Linked DNA regions of Mus musculus: region 2 is linked to region 1. Evidence: chromatin contacts called from public HiChIP or PLAC-seq data. All regions are on one chromosome and are shown on one strand. Each heading gives the region's core, a stretch centred on a gene start, on an enhancer-like site or on the middle of the called end of the contact. The rest is flanking DNA. Distances are from core to core; before and after follow the strand shown.

What was found. HiChIP or PLAC-seq counts read pairs in DNA pulled down with a chosen protein or histone mark.
Region 2: a contact with region 1 is called in an HNF4G HiChIP or PLAC-seq map of pancreatic cancer cells. The contact joins two enhancer-like sites. A contact is called at or near these places in 1 of 115 datasets of contacts at active chromatin or transcription factors (pancreatic cancer cells) and 1 of 9 other capture datasets (pancreatic islet).

Annotation. Positions count from the first base shown.
Region 1 is chr3:51,205,318-51,213,243 of GRCm38.p6, forward strand. No RefSeq gene overlaps it. Among named protein-coding and RNA genes, the nearest start is that of Gm40044, 11 kb to the right of the region's middle. Within about 2 kb of position 4,729, at least 92 of the 459 cell types and tissues checked have an H3K27ac peak or open chromatin away from gene starts, as enhancers often do. A contact at or near this core is called in pancreatic cancer cells, where this site is marked.
Region 2 is chr3:51,016,448-51,024,373 of GRCm38.p6, forward strand. No RefSeq gene overlaps it. Among named protein-coding and RNA genes, the nearest start is that of Gm35756, 22 kb to the right of the region's middle. Within about 2 kb of position 3,209, at least 35 of the 459 cell types and tissues checked have an H3K27ac peak or open chromatin away from gene starts, as enhancers often do. A contact at or near this core is called in pancreatic cancer cells, where this site is marked.

The sequences.
Region 1 (7,926 bases), core at 3,479-5,978:
GGTTTGTCTTTTTGAAACAGGATCTCGTTTAGCCCACAATAGCCTTAGGTTCATTATGTAGTTGAAACTTCTAATCCTCCTACCTCAGCCTTCTGAGTGCTCCCATTACAGATGTGCACTACTGTGCCCTGGTTTGTGTAGTATTGGGATGGAATTCAGTACCCACTGCACCATAGGGAAGTTCTAGCAGCTGAGTTACATCCCCAGTCCAGGGTTTTCATAGGTTGGTTGGTTGGTTGGTTGGTTGGCTGGTAGGTTAGTTGGTTGGTTTGGTTTGGTTAGTTGATTAGTTGGTTAGTTTAGTTTTGGTTAGTGGTACTGAGGATTGAACCACATGCTAGCAAAGTGCTCTACCACTGAGCTTAAAATGTTTTACATTGAAACAAGGTTTCACTGAGTTGCCTAGGCTAGCCCTGATCTCTCTTTGTAGCCCATACAGGCAATGAATTTATAATTCTCCTGCCTCTGCCTCCTGAGTAACTGGAATTACATACCTATGCTAGGCCTAGTTCTGCTTTTTAAAAGATTTGTTTCAACTTTCATATTCGCCTAAGTCAATGACTACTAGTTGGCAAAAAAAAAAACCCAATCAGTGGTTCAAAAGTTAATATGCATAGCATGGTGTCACATGCCTTTAATTCCAGCACTTGGGAGGCAGAGGTAAGTGAATCTCTGTGAGTTCAAGGCCAGCCTGGTCTACAGAGCCAGTTCCAGGACAGCCAGGGCTAATACACAGAGAACCCTTGTCTAGAAAAACCAAAAACAAACAAAAAGTCAATATGGAAAACCTGGTGTGGTAGCCCACCCTTGTATTCCGACCCCTCTGGAGGTAGAGGCAGGAGACTCAAGAGTTCAAGTCCAGCAGAAGATACACACCTAGTTTGAGTCCAGCCTGGGTTACATGAGACCCTGTCTCGGAGCAAAACATAAAAACCAAAAATATCAATATGGAACCTTTGCTCAGTGGTCCAAACCTGTAGTCAGTATACACAAGAAGCTGAGACGGGGGAATCTCAAGTTTGAAGTCACATATCTGTTCCATAAAAGAAGGACTTTTCTCAAGTAAAGAGATGAATCAAATAAAAATTTTAGTAAAAGAAACTTGGAGATTGATGAATATGGTGGCAGGTGGCATCCACCTGTGAGCACTGAGCATGGTGGCAGGTGGCATCTGCTAAATGCAACTGGATGAGCGGGCACAAGGCTCTACTGAACAAAATCTCAACTGCCCATTCAGTGGTCTTCTTCTTCTACCCAAGTGGTCTCACTTGCGCATCAGGCAATCTCCAGTTTCATGGGGGAGGTTTGGGCTGTGTGTCCTAGCAACTCAGGCAGCCAACAGGAATGCTTCCTGTGCAAAAAAGGTCATAGCCCGGAGCTCTGGTTAGAGCCGTGCAGGATCTTATTGCTGTTCTCAGTTATTTCCCCATAATCTCTCCCTAGCGGTCCGGCTGACGATAGCCTAGAATATTTGAGCACAGTAATTTGCGAGATTTATGGAAAACAATTTCTCAGGAATGTGCTCTCAATTTTCACTGGGCAAATCCCTCTTTCCCCTGTAAGTGCTGGGGCATATGGGACAGGTAAATGTCTTAATGGGTAGCATAAAAGTAACATTTTTTTCTGGCCCTCGTGGGTGACTCGAATGTAGGGCTTCCGATTCTGTTTTTCACTAGAGCAAATGTTTAGTGCATGGGGAAGGGGGGTGGGGGGGGGAGCCCACCCTTCAACCTGGCTGCCCACACAGCTCAGTCATGGCTGCATCATTTCGCAGACTCAAGTCACTGCTTTCTGGTACATCCATCCTTGGGGAAACAAAGTTTTATTAAATTTCTCTCCCGCAGGTCTTGGTCTCCTACCTGTCTCCTGTATTATAGACACTGGACATGTGCCTTTCTAAGACCTAACACAATAAGATGAAAATAGCCAAAGGCAGCGTGTCTAGGCCTGGGAAGGAAAGATTAATGATAGAAACAAACAATAATGGGAAGTTACAGGGGATCAGAGTGCAGGTAAACACTTTCCGAATGGATGCACATGGCACCTGCCTGCTCCTTAGAACTGGAACGATTACATCCACTATATATTTTTTGGCTTTTTCGTGACACGAAGGAGCTAAGTCATCATCTTGGAATCAGCCAACGAGCAGCTTGAAGACAGAACACAGGCCACCCCGTGTATTCATTCGGCCATATCTACTTATTAAGACGCTACTGTGTTTTACTCAAACCATGCATGCCTTGTGTCTTGTTTTTGATCCTGGAGACAGGGCTGACCTTCAACTCACCACTTACCGGGGAATGACCTGGAAACCCTGATCCTCTTGTCTCCACTCCCCACCACTCCTAGCAACTGGCCCATTCTTAGCTTTGAGTAAACGATCCTTAAGTAGGATTAGATGGCCTTCTGTTCTCTCTTGACACTGAGCAAAGCACTTGTCATAGCACAATCAACCCTCCAAGTGTCTGTCTTCTTAATCACAGAATTGGAGAACGGACACAGGGATTGACATAGTTCTCCCCCGAGGGTTCCCCACCTAGCCCTGCTGCTGACTGCACGAAGGACAGCAAGCCTTCAGTAAAATAACCCAGCCTCACGTGACTGCCAGCGTGAGCACCAGTGTGAGGTCTTTGCCGAGCATCAACAGGAAAGACTGGACCCAACTGTGTGCACAACAGTGAAGTTAAAATAACACCTCCCCAGCGCCCCCTCCCTCTCATTTTGAGACAGGGTCTCATGTAGCTCAAGCTAGCCTCAAACTTAGCATAGAGCGAATGACAACTTTAAAGTCTGATCCTGCTGCCTTCTCCTCCCGAGCCCTGTGTTGACAAGCATGTGCCACCACCTCACGCAGTGCTGAGGATGGAACCCAAGACATCACACATGCTCTGTCAGCATCCTGTCAACAGAGCTGTAGCCACAGCCCAGTGTCTGTCTTCTAAGGGTGAAATAAAGGGCTCCTTAGAAACTGCCCTTAGGGCCAGCTAGGTGGGCTCGGCAGAAAAGAGCACTTGCTGCCAAGCCTGAAAACCTGTGCTCAACCCCAGAGGATCCAGCCGTTGGAAGGAGAAAACCAGCTAACCAGGTCCAGCAAGTTATCCTCTGACTGCCATATAAGAACTGTGGCATGCACACAATAAAAGACATTTTTAGCTGCTTATCATGCTGGCATGATGGCTGTCGGCTGCAATCCTAGTACTCTGAAGACAGAGGCTAAGGAATCTCAAGTCCAAGGCCTGCATGGACTACAGAGTGAATTCAAGGCCGGTCTAGACTACTTAGCGAGACAACCTTGGTTAAATAAGACCCTAGTTCCTTCACATGTCTCTTCTTACCCCAGTTGCCATGAGATTAGACGCCCCACCCCGCCATGCCATGTTCCTGCCATTCTATGCTCAAAGCAACAGGGCTCAGGAGAAGAGTGCCTGCCTAGCCAGCGTGAGGCCTTAAGTTTGAGCCTAGTGAGAGACAGTCAGAGAGTTGCTGTGGATGGCCCCGGTGCTGTTTGCATTTTGATGCTAATTCTGCTTCCTCAAGAGAGGCTTCCCCAATCCTCAGGTGGTTTCCTGTGAATCTTCTCCCCATTGTAACTGGTCAAATAAAGACCAGAGCCTGTGGCTGGGCAATGGAAGGGGAAGGTGGAACTGAAGGTTTTAAGAGAGGGAGAAGAGAGGCAGAGGAGGAGGAGAGGGAGGAAGATGGAGCAGGGCCACGTGGCCCAGAGAAGCCACAAGTAACAAGGGCTCTCATGGCTGAGTAATAGAGTTGTGTAGTGGGAAATCTGCCCGATCTAGGGTTTCTCTGTATAGCCCTGGCTGTCCTGGAACTCACTTTGTAGACCAGGCTGGCCTTGAACTCAGAAATCTGCCTGCCTCCCGAGTGCTGGGATTAAAGGCATGCGCCATCACACCCGGCTTTTTTTTTTTTTTTCCATGATGTCTTTTCAACCCTCCTAATTAAATAAAGTTTATCTCGTGTGCCAACCTCTGTCTAAAGTACCTGACTCTAGCTCTCCTGGATTCTCCCAAGGGAAACCATGCTGTAATTGACTTGGTCCGGGTGCCTGACCTAACTGCTCACACTAGCCAGGCATGGTAGGTGGCGGGCGGGGGGGGGGGGGGGGCGATCTCTGAGAGTTTAAAGCCAGCCTGGTCTACATAGTGAGTTCCAAGACATCCAGGGCTACATTGTGAGACTCTGTCTTTTAAAAACATAATAATAATAATAATAATAATAATAATAATAACAACAACAACAACAACAACAAACTACTTACAAGAAAATTTGCTATTTGCAAATAGCAGGTCCCCTTGACACATTTAGAAGACCTGCCCAGTAACACCTGTGGTGAAATGACACCCTTCCTGGACCTCAGGGGTGGGGCTGGGGTCAGGGAGAACAAGAACAAAGACTGCTGGACAATTCAAGGTACTGCCAAGAAGCTATGAGGGCAAAGCAAGCAGGCTTGATCTGTTGGGGTTTTTTGTTGCTGCTGTTAATTGAATGTTTTACTTTGCGATAACTGTAGCCTTACAGACCTTTGTAAGACTATTACAAAGAAAAAGGGAAATACTACAGAGTGATCCCAGGGACCTTTGGCCCAGTTTCCCCCAGTGGTAATTTCTTGCAAAACGATACCACAGAGGAACGGGTAGATGACTCAATGTATAAAGTGCTTGCTTGCTCCACAGACAAGAGGACCTGCTAACCGACTCCTCAGCGCCTCTGCAGAAAGTCAGCAGGATACACCTAAGCCCCAGTGCCAGGGCGGCAGTAACGGCTGACTCCCAGGGCATGCTGGGCTGCCTGTTCAGCCAATGGGCCAGCTTCAGGTTCAGAGAAAGAGCCTGCCTCAAAACAGGAGGTGGAGAGCACAGAGGAATGTGGAGGTTTGTATATGCCTGACACAGGGAGTGGCACTATTAAGAGGTGTGGCCTTGTTGGAGGAAGTGTGTCACTGTGGGGGTGGGCTTTGAGACCTTCCTCCTAGCCACATGGGAGACAGCCTTCTCCTGTCTGCCTTTGACCAAGATGTAGAACTTTTGGCTTCTCCCACATCTGCCTGGACACTGCCATACTCTACCACCTTGATGATAATGGACTGAACCTCTGAACCAGTAAGCCAGCCCCAATTAAATGTTGTCCTTTATAAGACTTGTCTTGGTCATGGTATTTCTTCACAGCAATGCAAACCCTATCTAAGACAAAGAACATACTTCAAGTTGACTTGTAGCCTGTACATATGCATTCAGATGAGAGCCCACCTCATGTATGTATACACACACACACACACACACACACACACACACACACACACACACAGCCTCCTGAAGCAGGCTGGTACAGACCTTGTCCCCACTGATGTGGGGCCACCTGTGGTGCAGCTTTCCTATTTGGCTGGCTTCTTTTGAAGTCAACTGCCCTGAGATTCTGCTACCTGCAGAGAGGCTGAACCTGTCTTCCAGAGACATTCCTGAATAAGCAACAGCCTGGCAACCAAGTGCTAACGGGCTTGGCTGCATGGCGGCATGGCGACAAAGCACCAAGGATGGACTGGTGGGAAAGGGGGGCGCGGATATGGGCCTTCCCCCCTTACAAGCACAGCCTCTTAGTAAACTCTCGGGCCTTGATCAGAGAAAAATTTGTCTTGGCTTCATCATTCTTTTTTCGCAGTCTAGTCTCTTTCAGCCCCAGCCTGCCTTCCAGAAATACCTGGTTCATGTAGGCCGCGGGCCGGCCTCCTACTACACACACACACACACCAAAAAACCAAAATTAAACAATAACTAATACCAAGAAACTAAAGATGGCTCAGCAATTAAGAGCACTGGATGCTCTTGCAGAGGCTGTCAGGTACCTACATGGCAGCTCACAGCTACCAGGGAAACCAATGTCATCATGAAGCCTCCTTGGGTATTAAATACACTTGGGATACACAGATACACATATAGGCCAATCACCCATACACAAAAGTCAAAGATTTGAAGTTACCACCCAAACCAGCCTACTAGTATGGGCTACATGAGACCCTGTGGGGGAAAAACTGGTAAGGGTGGGGCAAGCATGGTAGTGAGGCTACCGCAAACTTCACGTTGGGACTTTGCGCCAACAAAAGTAAAGACAGAGAGGAAGAAGTGAATATGAGATAGGACACAGTGACAGGGAGACATAGGACACTGGCATTTGAGCCAGTCTTGCTATGTAGACCTGGCCTGAGGTTCATACTAAAGGCTGAGTGGTGGAATTGCAAGAGCCACCACACCCAGCTTTCTTCTTTTATAATGTTTCCTGTTACCTAATTCTATGTCAGCTTCAGCTACAGAGCAAATCTGAGGCCAACTGGGTCACTTGTGACTATTAAAACAAACAAACAATCAAACAAACAAACATAACCATTGTTGTCATTGTAACAAAACCCCTAACAGAAGCAGTTCATGGCAGGGTCCTGCTTATTTGGAGGATATCATGACTCAGAAATAAGAGGACATCTGGCTCTTATCTGATCAACATGAAAACTGGCCTTAAATAAATAAATAAATAAATAAATAAATAAATTTCAACTTCTCGGGGCAGTGGTGGCAAATGTGTTTAATCCTAGCACTTGGGAGGCAGAGGCAGGCAGATCTCTAAGTTTGAGGCCAACCTGGTCTACATAGTGAGTTCCAGGACAACCAGGGCTACACAGAGAAACCCTGTCTCAAAAAAAAAAAAAAAAAAAAAAAAGTTTCCAAAAAAAAGAAAATTCAACTTCTCCTTGCCATGAGCAAGAACTTGAGTATCTATTACTGATTCAGAGAAAACAATAAATGATTTTTCTTTCTATTGTATTTGCACCTGTGTAAGCCTGTTATTCCACAAAGGCCAAAAAGAAATCAGCAATGAAAGCTGAAAATACCCAGTCCACATGTGGTGTGTGCTATTCTTCTATTGCCCTGAGCAGAACTGTGCTATTCCAGGAGGCTTGCCCAAGTGAATGTCTCTATTGAAAAACAACTCAGCAGAAACTTCTGCCCTATACCCTCTAGACCCTGGCCTAACAACTCGTCCCTTGGTGTTTTCATCAGTCTTAAAATACCACGATATCTATCTTCCCCTTTCAAAATCTAAATAAAAGGAAAGACTACAAAACAGAGCTGACCGGGGCTAACCAGAGAGAAGGAAGGAGGGGAGAAGACAGACTTTAGGCAGCAGTGTCGTTCTAGGAGAGCTCAGAAAGACTGTTCCACCATGGGGTGGGGCAAGGTATGTCACGCCACTGGTAGAAGGCTTTCCTAGCAGGCCTGAAGCCTAGGTTCATCCAACAGCATTTCATAAAAACTGTGTGGCACACACCTAGAATCCTGTATTTAGAAGGTAGAGGCAGGAGGATTATAAAGTCCATGTAGACTTTAGCTACAGAGCAAATCTGAGGCCAACTGGGTTAGTTGTGACTCTATCAAAAAAAGGAAAAAGAAAAACCCACAAGGGAGTTCTCTGGCCTACTTTGCTCCTTGGAAGAGGCTCATGTCTGGAAAGGATGGCCTAACTTAGTGTGCCTGTCCCTGCCAAGCTTAGCCGTGAGATGGGTGGGACCAGACGAAAGGAAGCATAGCTCAGGACCCACAAGACAAACATCTTAGCAAGAGATCTCATGGCACTACCATGACAGCCCACCTAGCTGAAGGATCTTGAAGAGAAACCTGGGACAGCCAGGAAAAAGGGGACAAAGCAACTAAAAAAAGATTTCAGTATTGCTTCACTTATTTTTGTCGTTTGCTAGACAGGGTTTCTCTGTGTAGCCCTGGCTGTCCTGGAGCTCGATCTGTAGACCGGGCTGGCCTGGAACTCAGAGATCTGCCTGCCTCTGCCTCCCCAGTGCTGGGATTAAAAGCATGGGCTTCCACCACCCAGTAGGTTCACTTACTAAAAGCAGAAAATCTGTAAACT
Region 2 (7,926 bases), core at 1,959-4,458, 190 kb before region 1:
TGGTTGGTTGGTTGGTTGGTTGACTGTTTTTTTTTTTTAACGCATGGTTTCTTTGTATAATCATGGCTGTCCTGAAACTAGCTCTGACTAGTCTAGAACTCACAGAGATCTGCCTCCCAGAGTGCTGGGATTAAAGCTGTGCACTAGTCGCAATATGTTCTGATTTTATGAAGTGGAAACTTAAGGGTTCCTTGGAGAGTCAGATGTATTGAATGGTGTTTTGCCGGGGCAAACACATGAAGGAGTGTTTTCCAGAAGTGGACACAGGTGAAAGACTAAGCAGACTACTGAAAGAACATTTGGCTGAAGCAGACACAGGAGAAAGCATGTTCTGCTAAAGTCAGCATGTGAAAGGATACATGATGAAGGATTCTTTGCTAAGGATACGCATGTATTGGTCCACCTTACATTGCATAGTTGAGCTGCATTTGTCGGGACTCCATAGAAAGAAACCAAAAAACTTCTGATGATCTGCTGCAGTTTTTTGCTGCTCCCTCAGACTTGGACTGATTGGCAGCATTATGTCAGCTGAGACAGACACATGTGCTGAAGCAAAATCCATGGAGGACATGTGATGTTTAGAGGGACTATACAAAGGAGTGGACAGACAGTGACAGAGGCTGAGCTTGGCTTGCTTATAGAGTTAGCTGTGCAGTGTTTGTTGGTCTCACATCTTCACTTCACTGAGAGAGGCTAAGCCAAGATCTTTTCCTGGCATTTCTATTGGCCCTGGTCCCTCCTGCTCACTCCTGCTGAGGCTGAGGCCTAGCTGTCACTGCTAGGTCATGCCACTACTGCTGATTCATGTTTGCTATCCTGACACTACCAAACTAGACTGCTGGTGTATCCGGTGAAGTGTTTGTGAGTAGATCAAGCTGCCACTGCTGACTCCTGTGAACTGATCTGCTGATTTTCTGACAACACAGATGGGAGTTGCTCCAAAGATCCTTTCTAAACAGGTCCACTTCCCCTGTATCCTTTCTTTTTCGTTACCTCTGATGGCTAGTCGGCTAGAAGAGTAGTGAAGCAAAACTTCAGAGTGGCCAGAAAGCAGAGAGAGGGAGAAGAGTCAAAGATCCCAATGGCACACCCATTCATGGCACACCCATTCATGGTACACCAGTGACCTAATGTCCTGCCACCAGACCCCACCTCCCAAGGGGCCACCACTCACTAACAGCCCTGCATGAAGAAGAGGGAACTTTGCATACAAGTGCCTTTGAGGGCTACTCCATGTCCACAGTAACAATCAACAATTAACCATAAAACATATTCTTATTAACTACATATTCATTTATTTCAACAGTACTAATAATTATAGTACAGACTAATATATATTGTAAGAGAAAATAATTATTATTTTCAACATAAAGAAAGTACTGGAAAAAAGAAACGGCCTTGATAAACATTTTTTTTCAAATCTCTTCTGTAACAGAAGCCAGCTAGAGTCTCACCTCTGCTTCTGCCTTCAATCTGTTGTGATAGCACAGGTCATGCTGCCTTGGGAAAATGCTCTAGTGTGCTCAGAGGAAAATGAAAATGAAATGGATAAATAGTAGCTTAGTACTACAATAAAAAAAATTTTGACCTTTCAGACCCCAAAGATTCCAGGACCATATCTTAAAAACTGGCATTCTAACAAATGCCCCCCCCCCACATGCAGAAATTGCAAGGTCAATGCTGACCGGACAGGGGCCAGCAAGAAGGCTGAATCTGAGAGAGAAAGACTTTGCTTAAATATCTATAAACGGATAAACAATTTTCTCCATACTAACAACACACTGAGAGGGTAAACTCCAACGGTCTCCAGACACAGGGATGCTAAGCAGAGTTGAAGGGCATTCTCTAAAACAGAAAGACTTGGTGGAGTCACACGTAAGATGTGATGAGGTCTCTCTTCCCTCTCACCCTAGCGGAATTCTAGAATCCAGAGAGTCTGGTTTGTTAATCAGCCCTCAGTACACACACACACACACACACACACACACACACACACACACACACACACACACACAAACACACAAACACACATACACACACCCCAAAATATTAGGTGATTAGGTGATTTCTCTAAAGAGACTAAAGAATTTAGAAAAAAAATACTGTGTTACTATATCCATCAATGAAATAGCTCCAATCAACTACTCTAAATTATTGCTCTGGTCTTGGCAAGCTTTATCCCTAAACACACATTTTTAGCTAATTTCTTATGTGCTAAGACATTCTCAGAAAGAAAATGGAAGGGCCAAGTGTGTGAGAAAACAAAGAGAAGGCGCGTTCATTAAGTACCACAGGAAGTTAAAACCACAAAAACAGTATCCAAAACTCAATACATGTTTTTGAGAGATAACACTTCAAAAGGCTTTTAGAAAATAGAGAAAAAAATGATGGAAAAATATTGCTTAGAAAATTAGGAATCAATACAACTTAAACATAGAGCAAATATGACCCCAGAAAGAAGCCATTTAAAGATTTAAGACATTTTTCAATTTCAATAAATACATAAGAAAAATGTAGAATACAAGAGCTTAGGTGTCAAAATTGAGAGATCTTATTTTTACCAGGAAAATACACAAATATAGAAAGGGGAAATCATAAAAATAAAACTCCAGAATGCAAGAGAAAAAAGAAAAGATCCTAAAAGTTTAAAATAAATAAATAAATAAATAAATACAAAAATAGATATATGACAAAGATTCAGTCTGGCATCAGACCTGACTGGCTACTCTGGAAACCATGACAATGAAGCAAAGCCTTCAAAATCCTCAAGAAAAATGAATCCGTGAAGAGATCGCCCTTCGGGGCTGAAAAGAGACACATACGCAAATGTAGACTCTAAAAAGATTGCATCCCAGGTAACCTTCCCCAAAATGCAAGGAGAAGTAACCCTGGCCGGGGATGCAGCCCACTTAGTGGGAGACGGTGTGCGGGGCACACACAAAACTCTAGGCTCCACCCCAGCAGAGCAAGCCAGACACGGTGGTGGCTCACCATGATCCCAGCACTCGGAAACAGAAAGACCAAACTTCAGGATCAATCCTCAGTACAGATTGAGTCTGTGGCCAGCCTGGGCTACAGAACAAGGAGAGCAGGGGAGGAGGAAAGAGGAGGAGGAAGGAAGGAGAGAAGGGAAAGGTAGGAGGAGTGAGGGGTGAAGTAATACGGAGCAGATTCTCCAGGCAAAACCAAGCTCCCGAGGACTTCAACCTCTGGAGAAACTGGAAGCAGCCGCAGGAGAAACCAGAAGCAGAGCCATGCAGCTGAGCTGTTCCCACACTCACTACCCACAGAAACTGTAGGAAAAAAGCAATAATCGGTCCTTTTGTGCTGCTAAATGCTCGGGTGGTTTGTTACACAGCACTAGGCAACCAACTCATAGGAAATCCAGAACATAAATGAAAGAAAGCCAAGATAAAGAAACCCAGAGCACAGCTGTGCGGTCCCCCTAGAGAGCGCACAGTCCAGCTAGAAGCAAGGAGCACAATGGATCCATCTTATTTATTTTTATAGTAGGCAGAAGGTGTATTATTTCACTTCAGAGTGAATGTGCATTTCGGGATATTCACAAACGACAGCTTCAGACTAAAGTGCTAAAAAAAATTATGCACAAAGCGAAGCAAAAGGGAAAATAAAGTAATTATTAACTCGGAGGGGGAAATGTGTTCAGGAAAGTAAACAGTACATGCCCAGATCAAGTGTGAAAACTATTTACATAGTTACAGTAGCAAGGAGAGTAAACACTGACCCTCAAAATCCTGATGTTTGTGCTGTAGATGCTAGGAAATAATCACGTGTGAGACAGAGGGTGAGACAGGGCACAATTGAGAAGACTGAAGTATATCCTCCCTTTCTTATCTTATTTTCTTCCCTTCTTCATGGTGTGTGTGTGTGTTTGGGTGTTGAGGCAGACTCTGTCAGGGTATTGTCCTTCATCACTCTCTACCTTACTTTCTGAGACAGGGTCTTCCACTGAACCTACAGCGATCTATATCAGCTAGACTGGCTAGCTGTAGAGCCCCCAGAATACACGTCTCCACCACCACCACCACCACCACCACCACCACCATCACCACCACCACCATCACCACCACCACCACCACCACCACCACCACCACCATCACCACCACCACCATCACCACCACCACTACCACCACCACCACCACCACCACCACCACCACCATCACCACCACCACCATCCCCACCACCACCACCACCACCATCACCACCACCATCATCACCACCACCACCATCACCACCACCATCACCACCACCACCACCACCACCACCACCACCACCACCACCCAAGCTCTAAAAATGCAAGTATACACTATCAGGCCCAGTTTTTACGAGGGTACTAGAGAGCAGAACTCAGTTCTCAACAAAATAGAAGCAAAAGCAAAAACACATTAGGCCCTGAGCCATCCCTTCATCATGAAATGTATCATTTAGAGTTGGTACATCAACAGATAATGAGATAATGTCTAAAAGACAAAGGGTTGTTTTTTGTTTTTGTTTTGTGTGTATGTGTGTGTGTGTAAATATGTTTTTGAAGAATTTAAAGTTGATATGAGAACAGCAGTTAATGAAACAGAACGTTTTTAACTTTGGGAGCAGAAATTAAGTGCACGGAGGAGATTCAGCAAGGGTTCTTTCCATGTTCCTTGTTATCAGTTTCGTATCAGAAAACAACATGGTTAAAATAAACTTTAACAAGATTTGTCTAGCGTAGGAGGACATCAATACACAAAGTCTTCAACGAGTAAATCACTCGACAAAAATGACTTCTCTGTGTCAGGAGCCAGAATATGATATGAAACTAGAAACAGATGAAGTTTTCCCTCACAGGTAGACTGAGAAGCCACCTACAAGCCTTCCTACATCCTAACCCATCTCTGTGGGTTAATCTCCATTGTCAAGGCGAAGGGAGTTACAATCACCACATACATCTTGAGTTATATCTGTGAGGGTGTTTGCACAAAGGGAAGCCCTACCCTGAATGTGGGGTAAACAAAGAATGCAGGACTGGATGAAGAGAGAAAGCAAGCTGAGGGCTTGCTTCTGCCCTGACTGTGCACAGTATCACACTCTGGTGACACCTCCCTACCTGACAGACTGCACCCCTCAAGTGTAAGACAATGGAGGCCCTTCCTCCTTTAAGTTGCTTCTCATCCGGTATTTGGTCAAAATGATGAGAGATGTAACTAACACACCTGGGAACTGCTATCTCCCCAATTCTCAGAGAGTGTTTTTTTTTTTTTTTTTATTAAATCAGTGCACGGCTTGAGAAGAAGCAGTTGACTTTGCTCCACCTGAAAGCACTTAGTAGGACTTGGCGCTGATGAGTAGGAGAAACCTTGAGCCTTTGCTGTACCGCCTGTGGCTCCACGTCTTAAATTCTGACTCCTTTATGCAGCCTCTGCCTCCAGCACACGCTAACTTCCCAATATGCCTTTTTACTCACCATACTGATTTGCAAACTTAATCTCAGCCCCTGGAAATAGCAAAATATCATGAAGATTGGAGACTGCAGGTCACAGAGCATAGACAGAGCCCTCACCCCCAGGGGTCTCTATTCTCCCCATGGCTGAGGTCCAAAGAGTGGTGGGAAATGGAAAGGTGCTGGTTATGAAGTGGCTCACCTACCCAGCGATGCCCTTCGGCTCTCAGAGCCAGCACAGATGGGCGCTTGAGACATCTCAGGACAATAACTAAGATGAATGACCACTTCCTACAGAGCTCCCACATGATTTTCAATGCCAAAGAACCACAGCCATCCTGGCCTTACACTGAATATCTCTACCAGACTTGAGTTTAATGCTTCGACAGCCAAGCAGGTACCCCCCAAGGCTGCCTGTCAGAATATAGATGACTGGCAAAAAGACAAGCCACTCTAGATCAAAGGATAAAGAGATGTCATTCCCTCATCTCTTTGAAACTGTCCCAAGGCCCAAGACAAATGCTTGACTCTTTCACATCTAAAGCCAATTAAGCAAATAGAGTTGGTTGAGTTTGAAAGTTGGAAGACAGGTGACATTTTTTGAGGGTTCTGCCCTAGAACTCCCCATTGTTTTGACACCAGCTAGTGGGGTGGGTTACAACACAACCCCAGTTGTAACAGACCTTTCCGACTGAGAGAACGAAGGCCTGTTTTAAAGCAACTTCACTTCGTGTAGGTCACAGTGACTTTGAAAACTGGTTTCTTTCCTTGTTCTCTCTCTTTTCTTTGATGGGGGTTTTGCATTGCTTTCTTCATCTGAAAGTGCTGTGGTGATAGTAAAACCCATACTCTAAGCTAGGACAGGTCTAGCCTCTCCGTGTCCATCATGAAGACTAACAATTATGCCTGGGGAAAACGTAGCAAAAATGTAAGCGGTGAATAGGGACCACCAGGGCCTCAGCTTGCCCATGCCAAAGAATTGTCTGGCTCAATCTCTGTTACAGATGTTTATGTATATGAAAATGACCAAAGTTAAACCAAATAAAAACCACAATTGGTTACCCCCCCCCCTCCTTGTTTGTGTATTGTTCTGTAACAAGGTCTCTGTGATCTCAACCATCAGCTTGCTCAGACCTACGATAACCACAGAAACAAGACCCTGGGCACACACACACTAGTGAATGCACAGAAACAAGACCCTGGGCACTCATGCACTAGTGAATACCTAAAGTGGGTTAACGGAGGTGAGAAGATCCACCAGGGTGTGGGTGGCGCTGCTCCGTGGGATTGATCCCTGACTTGGATACAAAGGAGGAAACAGTATGCTGAGCACCAACAAGGATCACTCTCCACTGCTTCCTGATTGCAAAAGCAACCCGGCCAACCATCTATCTACCCGTGCCTCCCACCAAGACTTCCCTGTCATGATGGACTGCTTCCCTTTGGCCCATAAACCTAAAGAAAGTCTCCTTTCCTCAACTTGCTTTTATTCGGCATTGGTGACCAAAGGAAAAAAAATGACGAGCACAGTCTCCTATGACCCAAGCTGACCTGGAACTCTGCTGTGCAGCCCAGCCAAGGATGGCCTTGAACTCCTGATCCTCCTGCCTCTACTTCCTTGCACCTGGCGATCCATATCAGAAACTCAGCATTCTTCACTCAGGCCTTGTGAGCAGATTCCTTTCCTATGCGCATACTCGGGAACACCAAAGAACCATTGCCATGAAGTCTCCACATATACAGAGCTGTGTAGTGCACAAATAAGTTAATCTACATAATAAGTTAAGCAAGAAGTTAAGGAATAAGTTAAGGGGAAAAAATTGAAGGGAAAAAAAATGTCCATCAAGAAAACAGCATGTTTTTACCTCCGGAGCAGAGCAGCATTTGTGCACAGCAATGTTTATTGAAGGAGTATGTTCCAGGAATTATCCTAGGCTCTAGGGAACATAGCAGCCCTCTGAGTATCTGCTGATGCTAAATAAAAATCCCAAAATTTAGTGGCTCAAAAAATAACTATCAAGAGCTATAGATGTAACTCAGTGACTCAGGTCCTATCCTTAACACTGTGTGGAAAACGATACTAAGGTGGTAGGGATGGGGGTATTGTTTTGATTAATATGCCTCATGGTTCTGTCGTCTGACTTCTGGGGTTACCTGAACTCCACGGTATCTGATACGGCTCCAACCAGATAGCAGCAGCAGCCTGGGGTCACCCTAAAGGCTTCCTCACACACTTGACAGGTGATGCTAGCTGCCCTTGAAGAACTCAGCTCCAGCAGCTAAACAGCCTCCTAGCATAGCCTGGGTGTTATTCACAGCGTGCCAGCAGGGTGTCAAGAGGACTATCTGTGTGCCACATAGCCTTTTAGGACTTATCCTTCCAAATCTCTTTGCAATAGTCACTAGCCTGCCAGGATGGGGACCTAGGAGGGGATGACTAGGCACACTCCACCTTTGATGAGAAGAATGTTAATGTCACAGTCTAGCAA